Linked DNA regions of Bombyx mori: region 2 is linked to region 1. The links are chromatin contacts, called in public Hi-C maps. All regions are on one chromosome and are shown on one strand. The core of a region is the stretch at or near the end of the contact, and the rest is flanking DNA. Distances in the headings are between cores, read along the strand shown. Region 1 overlaps LOC101738176 (ras GTPase-activating protein raskol). Region 2 overlaps LOC101738176 (ras GTPase-activating protein raskol).

Region 1 (3,607 bases), core at 411-2,910:
AGTGAGTAATAACCACAATTTTCTTCGAGTACTTAACATTTCTGAGCAGATAGCCTTCAACCGTACACTTTGCGGTAAATTAATTTATTTCAAAGAAATACGTATTAGGCATACCCCTTATTAAAACAAACAATGGTTACTGAATACGAATGTAATTAAAATTCAGGTTGGACGTCAACATTCGCAGGAATATTCGATGTGTAAGGTTCCGTAGGTGTCATTCGTGAATGAATCACTATTCCGGCAGTGTCGCAGACGGTAAATCTACTGTGCCTTTTATGTCGATCAGAAATATTCAAGCTTTCTTTGAACTCCTATTATCCATGGCTTTTAACATTATAAATACAAGTAAGTGCAAATCCAATTCAAAGGAATTCCAAAGGTTAAGCTTACGTGAACTTATATTTGACGCAAAGCAAATTTGAATATCCAGTTTCAACAATATCAACTATTGAACGAGTATATACTAAAACTTCTAAACACCAAAGTGCCGCTCTATTACACAAAAAGTTAAAAAAAAGGTACTAAAATCCATTTTTGTCGCAGCATGGTGTCTCCACTATCACTTATTTTTGTGAAGTCAACCTTAATGTTTTCTTCCGAGAGGATTTGTGTTACCGAAAGACAGGTTAACTAAACGACATTTTTAAACTCTTTCCACCCACTAAAAATAATGGTACATAAATAGCATGGCATTTTCACGGTTTGTTGCCGCTCAGTTTCAAATATTCCCCGTTTATTTATGGATTTTGGAATAACGCCGCGTGCAGCGCAAGTTGAGGTGCACTGTTACATTAGCGTGTTTACGTGACTTAATGCCCAGCATAATGCAGTTTTATTTTGTTTTTTTTTAATGTAAAAAACAGTATCGCACGTGTAGAAATGAACCAAACCAGACTTATCATTTTAATTTTAAGGTGACTCGTGAAAAGTCGTATACATGAATATAACTTATTTTACTCTTTAATGTCGCGTTCATTATTAAACTAACACTATAATATTATCATGACAACACTAGTTCGTATACTTTTCATCAAAATTACAACACAGCTTTCCAATGACTTTAATATGAATAAATATGTTTTTCCCGTGAAATTCCGATTATGATGTGCGTAGTCTTTGCGCAGTGAAAATTTGAATCGATTACGTGAATGTCGCGACGGGCACGAGTCAAGGGACCGATGTCAATTAAAACTGTCGAGCCCTAATTGTGACCATTTTAGCTCAATTGCGTCCGACGACCGGCAACACTCGGTCGTTGCAAAACAAGTTGTGAGATATAGTTTATCAAACAAAAAAAAAAACGAAAACTCTTTTGTAAATAAGTACGCCTTGCACGTAATTTTATACCGCAATGTTCTTAGAACGTTTATAGTTCCTTATAAAGGATCGAATCATTTAATCGTACCTAATCGTGGATTTGTGTAGACGAAGATCTGATCCCGTCAAGTCAGCCGTAAGATGAAAAGTGTTCGCCTCAATAAAAAGTTTTTAAGCTGCCTGTTTTGTTTAAAACGTCACTAGGCAGTAAAAAGTTCAAGTATGCAGGGCCATGAAAGTACAGGCGTAATCGATTTGTGCCGCATGGGTGCACGACCGTCACGCCCTCTACTGTCTGTCCGTTCCCTCCTTGACAACGCTCCCTCTCCGCCACTGATCGGTGGCTGGTGCAACTAATGACACATCAGTCGCACGACGAACCCAGGCTTATGCTACAACGGTTGACTAATTAGAAGCGATGGCCATATTAAAACGATTTGAAACATTATTTCTGTAAACGAGTAATATCGTACGAGCAGCTCATACAGGATGTGCATTGTCTAAAAATAAAACGTGTCATCAAACGAGTTTCGTTTTGAATCAGTATTGTTCTTAATTAAGATCTTTTCCGGGAATTTGTTTTGTTATAGGCTGAATCCAGCTGAATCGAATCATGACGTTTGATGTTTTTAACAATTAGTTCATTTTTAGTACTTATTGTGTCCCAAAATATTACAATACATACATAGTATAGTTCTTTTTATGAAAAACTTCTATGGACGAAACGATTCCTTGCCAAAACTTATCATAAACGAGGAAAGCAAAAAATATATACATATATAAATACATACATTTTGCGCATTCTTAATTATACGGTCTTCGACACATTGAACACGCCATCTAGTGTCTTTTTATATAGACCAGAAATATTACAGTCGCCAAAGAACAGATGTCGCTAACTATGCATCGCGAGCTACTATTCTGTTACTATTTGATGATAGATGGCGCTACTTTACGAGTATCCCTGTTTGACGCTAGATGTCAGTATATTTTTATATTTGCTAAAAAATATAAATTTATTACTCTCGATTCTTTAAACAGTAAAAGATCAAACAAACAGACGAGTTTAAACGGAGTTGTAGAGTTACGCAGATGCCGTGCATATATTGCGTGAATCTCGCAACCCACCTTAAGACAAGTCTAGTCTCGATTACTTTGTCATGACGGCTCTCCTATATAACTGGAATCCATGGTTCTTTGCAGCAAGGTTAGGTAGGACAGATACATCCCAATACTAGTACTATCAACATTTTAACCGCTAATACAAAAAGAAAGGCGTTAACTGTTTAATGACCAAAAGGATCAAATGTGTTTATTTATGTGAAGACTTAATCGACATAATATTTCTTACTATTTTTAGAGTAACTTTTTTGCGTCTTTATAGGAGATTATTGTTGAGCTTGGACAAAACAAATCTTTTTCACAGATAGATATTTTTTGTTTATATTCACTGAAATTATCTCTGCATTCTGCTGTCCTAAGTCCCATAGATATGTAATATACAGAATGTTGTGTAACTTAATACTAAAACATAAATAGTACCTACATATACTACAAAAATCTTTACAGCTTCTTCTGCTCTTTGCCCTTATCCTAAGTTTTGTCTGGTGGGCGCAGCATATCCTACACGAATTCTTTTATGGTACTAAAAATTATTTACGAATTATTAACTTATAAATAAATGATTAATTATTAACTGCATTCTCTAAACTACCTCCGAACTCTTCACAGCTACCATCATGTCAATCTTAACCCTCAGAAACAGCCCATTGAGTTTCTCGCCGGATCTTCTCTGTGGGTCGAGTGGTAGATTCTACGAAGCACGGCTCTTGCTAGGGTTCGTGTTAGCAACGTCGTCAGGTTTGAGCCCCGCGAGCTCACCTACTAGTTAAGGTTACGCTGATATAGCCTCTCAAGGCTATCTATCAGCTTAGGTAAGAAAAAAAAATGAATCTTAAGCATCATAGAGAACACATAAGAAATGGGCTTACCTTGTGCGGGGGCAGCCCGTAAGGAGACCGAGTCATCTTCAACTTCGTCTTCCACATCCTCTTCAGTAATGGAAGGCGGAGCGGCCCAGCAGCGTAGTCTCACGCCCGCACTCGGCACCTGCCCTCCGGTGTCAAGCCGCACTCGAGGAAGGCTCCTCGAATTGTATTCCCCGTTGTTATTGTTGATCTGCAAACGAACATTTACGTAAAATAACACGGGTCAACACCAAATTTGACATTGATTGCGAAGCATAAAATTTCGATATTTTAGATCGTAATCAGACGGAAAAAAAATA
Region 2 (3,551 bases), core at 6-2,505, 66 kb after region 1:
ATCAAATTTAATTAAAACTTTGTCTTAATAACATCACCGTGTGATAAATAGCGCACGAGTAATTTTAACAAATTTGGGTTTTCATGCAAATGCATACAGTTACAGATAATAAATATATAGACTTGATATAATATTGCAGGGCATGGCCAGGTTTTCACGCTAAAACCTTACGTCATTCACGCCATACCGCTTGTGGACTCTATTAATCGCTTTTAATCAGATTTTTATTTTATTTTTACGCGTTAATTCGCCAGTGTGCTCGTACCATCTAATGAAAAAAACGCGTCCACTATTGTGTCTACAATTAATATGTATCATACATCACTCCTGTTGAAGGCTCAATCATTTTGTGTAACTGTTCTTCCTTCAAACATTGAAAACCAATACACGGGACTGTTTCGCAGCAGAAATAAGGAAAAACTATGTGTACGCGATATAAATGATATCTTCAGAAGAATTCATTTCATTTTCATGTTCTCGCAGGCTTCTCCTGTGAATACGTTTATCTGTTTTTAGTGTCACTTTTTCGTTTGAAATCACAACGGTGCTATAGCGGTTTTCACTTCAAAAACTGGGTCATGAGAACCAATCAACAATTAATAATTGATGCCACTCTACATCAGAAACCCATATGATTCATAAAGAGGGGATAGTTTAATATCAGAGAAGCGCAGAGTCTGTTAGAAATGCGAGTGATGTCAGCCCTCGTAGGTGTTTAATGAATTACATCATACAGTAAAATGACAGCTTCAAATAAAGTTTCTTCAATCCTAAAGTAATTAGCACGTGGTGGGAACAATGACGCCCACATGGGCTCCAGACGATTCACAAATAAAATTTTAGAGTCGTTGACCTGATGAGACTACGTATTTAATACAATTTTATAAGCTTCTAATTAGACCATCTTCTATGTCAGCGTCTTCTAGACTGATTGTCACAATAATAGTATGTTTCTGAACTTTAATAAAGTTCTTTAGATTTTCAAATTCTGTACTCAACAACAAATGAGTTAAACCTCAATATATTATGGTATTACTAAAACTAGACAAAAGATATGGGTAAAAATCGTTGTCAATTGATTTTACAAAGATTTTAAAATTAATTTAATTTTTAAAAACGAATAAGATATTGTAAAATAGTGACATCTATATTATGATTTTTAACTAGATTCAAGTTGCGCCATCTAGTATATACTTAACGAATTATTTCGGTTGTTGTAAATCGTATTCTACTCGCCGCTAGATGGCGCAGTTGACCATAAAAGTTTTTATTCTTATTCGTAAAATATTATATTGTAGTAGACAGTTATAATAATATAATGGCGAGTAGAACAGAATTGACTCCGTTGTGGCGTATAGTATTAATTAAGTATATAACTAAAAGTTTTGGTTATTTATTGGAAACTTTATTTTAATCGTTCTCCCTACGTTGTTGACAGACTAAGTCTCATATTTATTCATTATTTATATTTGAAACAAACGAATTTCTGTATTGTGAACCCCGACGAGACGAAATGAGATTCTGAAAAACAAAGCCAGAGGTTTTATTCGTGTTACTCAACCTAAATACAACCACAAGTGATTCCCAATTGACAATTAATTTTATAAAAGCGAAACTGAATTTGTTTATGTATTAAGATTTCACGTATTATCTAGAAACAACGATTCGTTGGGCATAGAAACTGGACCTGCGTCGTTTTCGATTTTGGGACCAAAAAGTAACGATTTCATGAATTTAAGCTTTCTCCAATTTTCCATAAATTTTTTTGTGTTTAGGCAAATTCAGAATAAAAAATGCTTCATCACAATCAAGTCAATCACTCATTTATTGAAAATATTATATAATATTCACTTATTAACTTAAATAGGAACTTTTTAAAAAGCTTACAAATCGTACTTCATTTGTTTTTAATAATGTTCTAATATCCAGTTAGTTTTCATACTCATTAAATAAAATTGCCGAATTTCAACACACATTACTGGAAAAATAGCAAAACAGTTAGAATTTGAATTTCGAACTAGTGATACGAATGAGATTTGGGGTGCCTAGTTTTTAATTTATAACTCCTAATTTAACAGTGTCTACGAATTGTATATAGTTATAGAACCACGTGCCTGTTGTCATGACAACAAATTTACTGTACTTATAATTACGGTAACATTAAGGTTATGAGAATTAAATCGAATAACTCGCTTTTGGCCCCAAATTTGAAAACGACCCATCTACTGACGTAAATGAATTGCGGCATGGTGCGTCGATACAAAAAAAAGGAACAGCGACTTGTAGTAGTTCGAAAGAGTATCCCAAAGAAAATGAAAATTTAACCAAGCATGAGAGTTAGGTTAGGAGTTAGTTTGGGCTTTTTTTATTGCCATGGAAGGCAAACGAGTACACGACCCGCCTAATGGTGAGTAATTAACATCGCCCATGGCCTTCAACAATACCAGGGGCAGAGCCAAGCCACTGATTACCGTTATCCGTACTCTCCACAAGCGTTGTTTGAAGAAAGAAGGACATGTCATAGCAATCGGAAAACACTGTGGAGGGGAGCTCATTCCAAAGCCGGATGGTACGTGACAAAAAGCTGGTAGGAACCAAAAAAAACTCTTGAAACGCACTGTGGATGAACCCTCCAGGTATGGATGAACTCTACTCCGATGGCGGGCAGTGCGATGCAATATTATTTTCTATTCCATTCCATAGTCCCATTATATATAAAAGTGTCCTCAAATAAAACCTTTTTTATCTAATTATGAATTGATTGACAAAATCTACAGTCGAGCATAGTCACGAGGGCAAGTTTAAAAATAAATACGAGTTTTCATAATTTTCTGAAAGTATTATTGAATGTGATATATCATATAATGAAGCGAGTTCAAGAGTTTTGAATTTTTATAATGTGATTATTCATAATAAGTAATTAATACATTGTATTCTATTGTATTAGTTAATATATTGTGGATTTCCTTGAGCAATTTTGCGTTTACTTACATAAGTTAGTAATATTACACTTAAAGATATATATAGAAACCACCAATGTCTTAAATTACAACGTGGTGAATAGAGTTTTCATGTTTACTTATTTTTACAAATTGTATTAAAATGGAGATTGCTATATTTTATTGATTACAAATTAATTTTAATAATTAGATCAAGGTACAGTGTCCTATTACACAAATGCGCAATCCTATGTCCTCATAGAACTTAAACGTGGTCGGGCGAATTGTGACGCCACGCGGGAATGCCCATCATCCTCCATCGAATTCTGGTGCGAAGCAGTCATACTTTCTAATGGAAAGATGGGACTGCCGTTCTAAAATACACATCGAACTTCGACCACATGTCTCCAAAGCAAGCGGTGGCAATCACGTCTATGATGTCTATAGTTTCTCATCCTTTACGACTGACAATTTTAATTTTTCTTGTTTGACAGTTAATATTAAAAAAAAAAAAAGAATATATATTACAAAGCACAGGCTCGGCCTTCCTACCTGGATCGAATGGCACTTTTAAGTTTACGGAGGCAATTTAGCACTCTGTATCTTTGACTG

The links. Hi-C and Micro-C count contacts between places; a contact is called where the count stands out from the background.
Region 2: a Hi-C map of middle silk gland shows a contact between it and region 1, with 3 times the contacts expected there. The contact joins two enhancer-like sites. A contact is called at or near these places in 6 of 7 Hi-C or Micro-C datasets (middle silk gland, midgut, an unstated tissue and 1 more).

Annotation. Positions count from the first base shown.
Region 1 is chr15:5,277,986-5,281,592 of ASM3026992v2, forward strand. It overlaps LOC101738176 (ras GTPase-activating protein raskol), which reads right to left. Exons shown (of 19, transcript XM_038015935.2): 4 at 3,312-3,498. Among protein-coding and RNA genes, the nearest start is that of LOC134200270, 45 kb to the left of the region's middle. Within about 2 kb of position 1,661, at least 8 of the 8 cell types and tissues checked have open chromatin away from gene starts, as enhancers often do.
Region 2 is chr15:5,344,541-5,348,091 of ASM3026992v2, forward strand. The region is part of intron 2 of LOC101738176 (ras GTPase-activating protein raskol); the gene reads right to left. Among protein-coding and RNA genes, the nearest start is that of LOC101738176, 30 kb to the right of the region's middle. Within about 2 kb of position 1,256, at least 6 of the 8 cell types and tissues checked have open chromatin away from gene starts, as enhancers often do.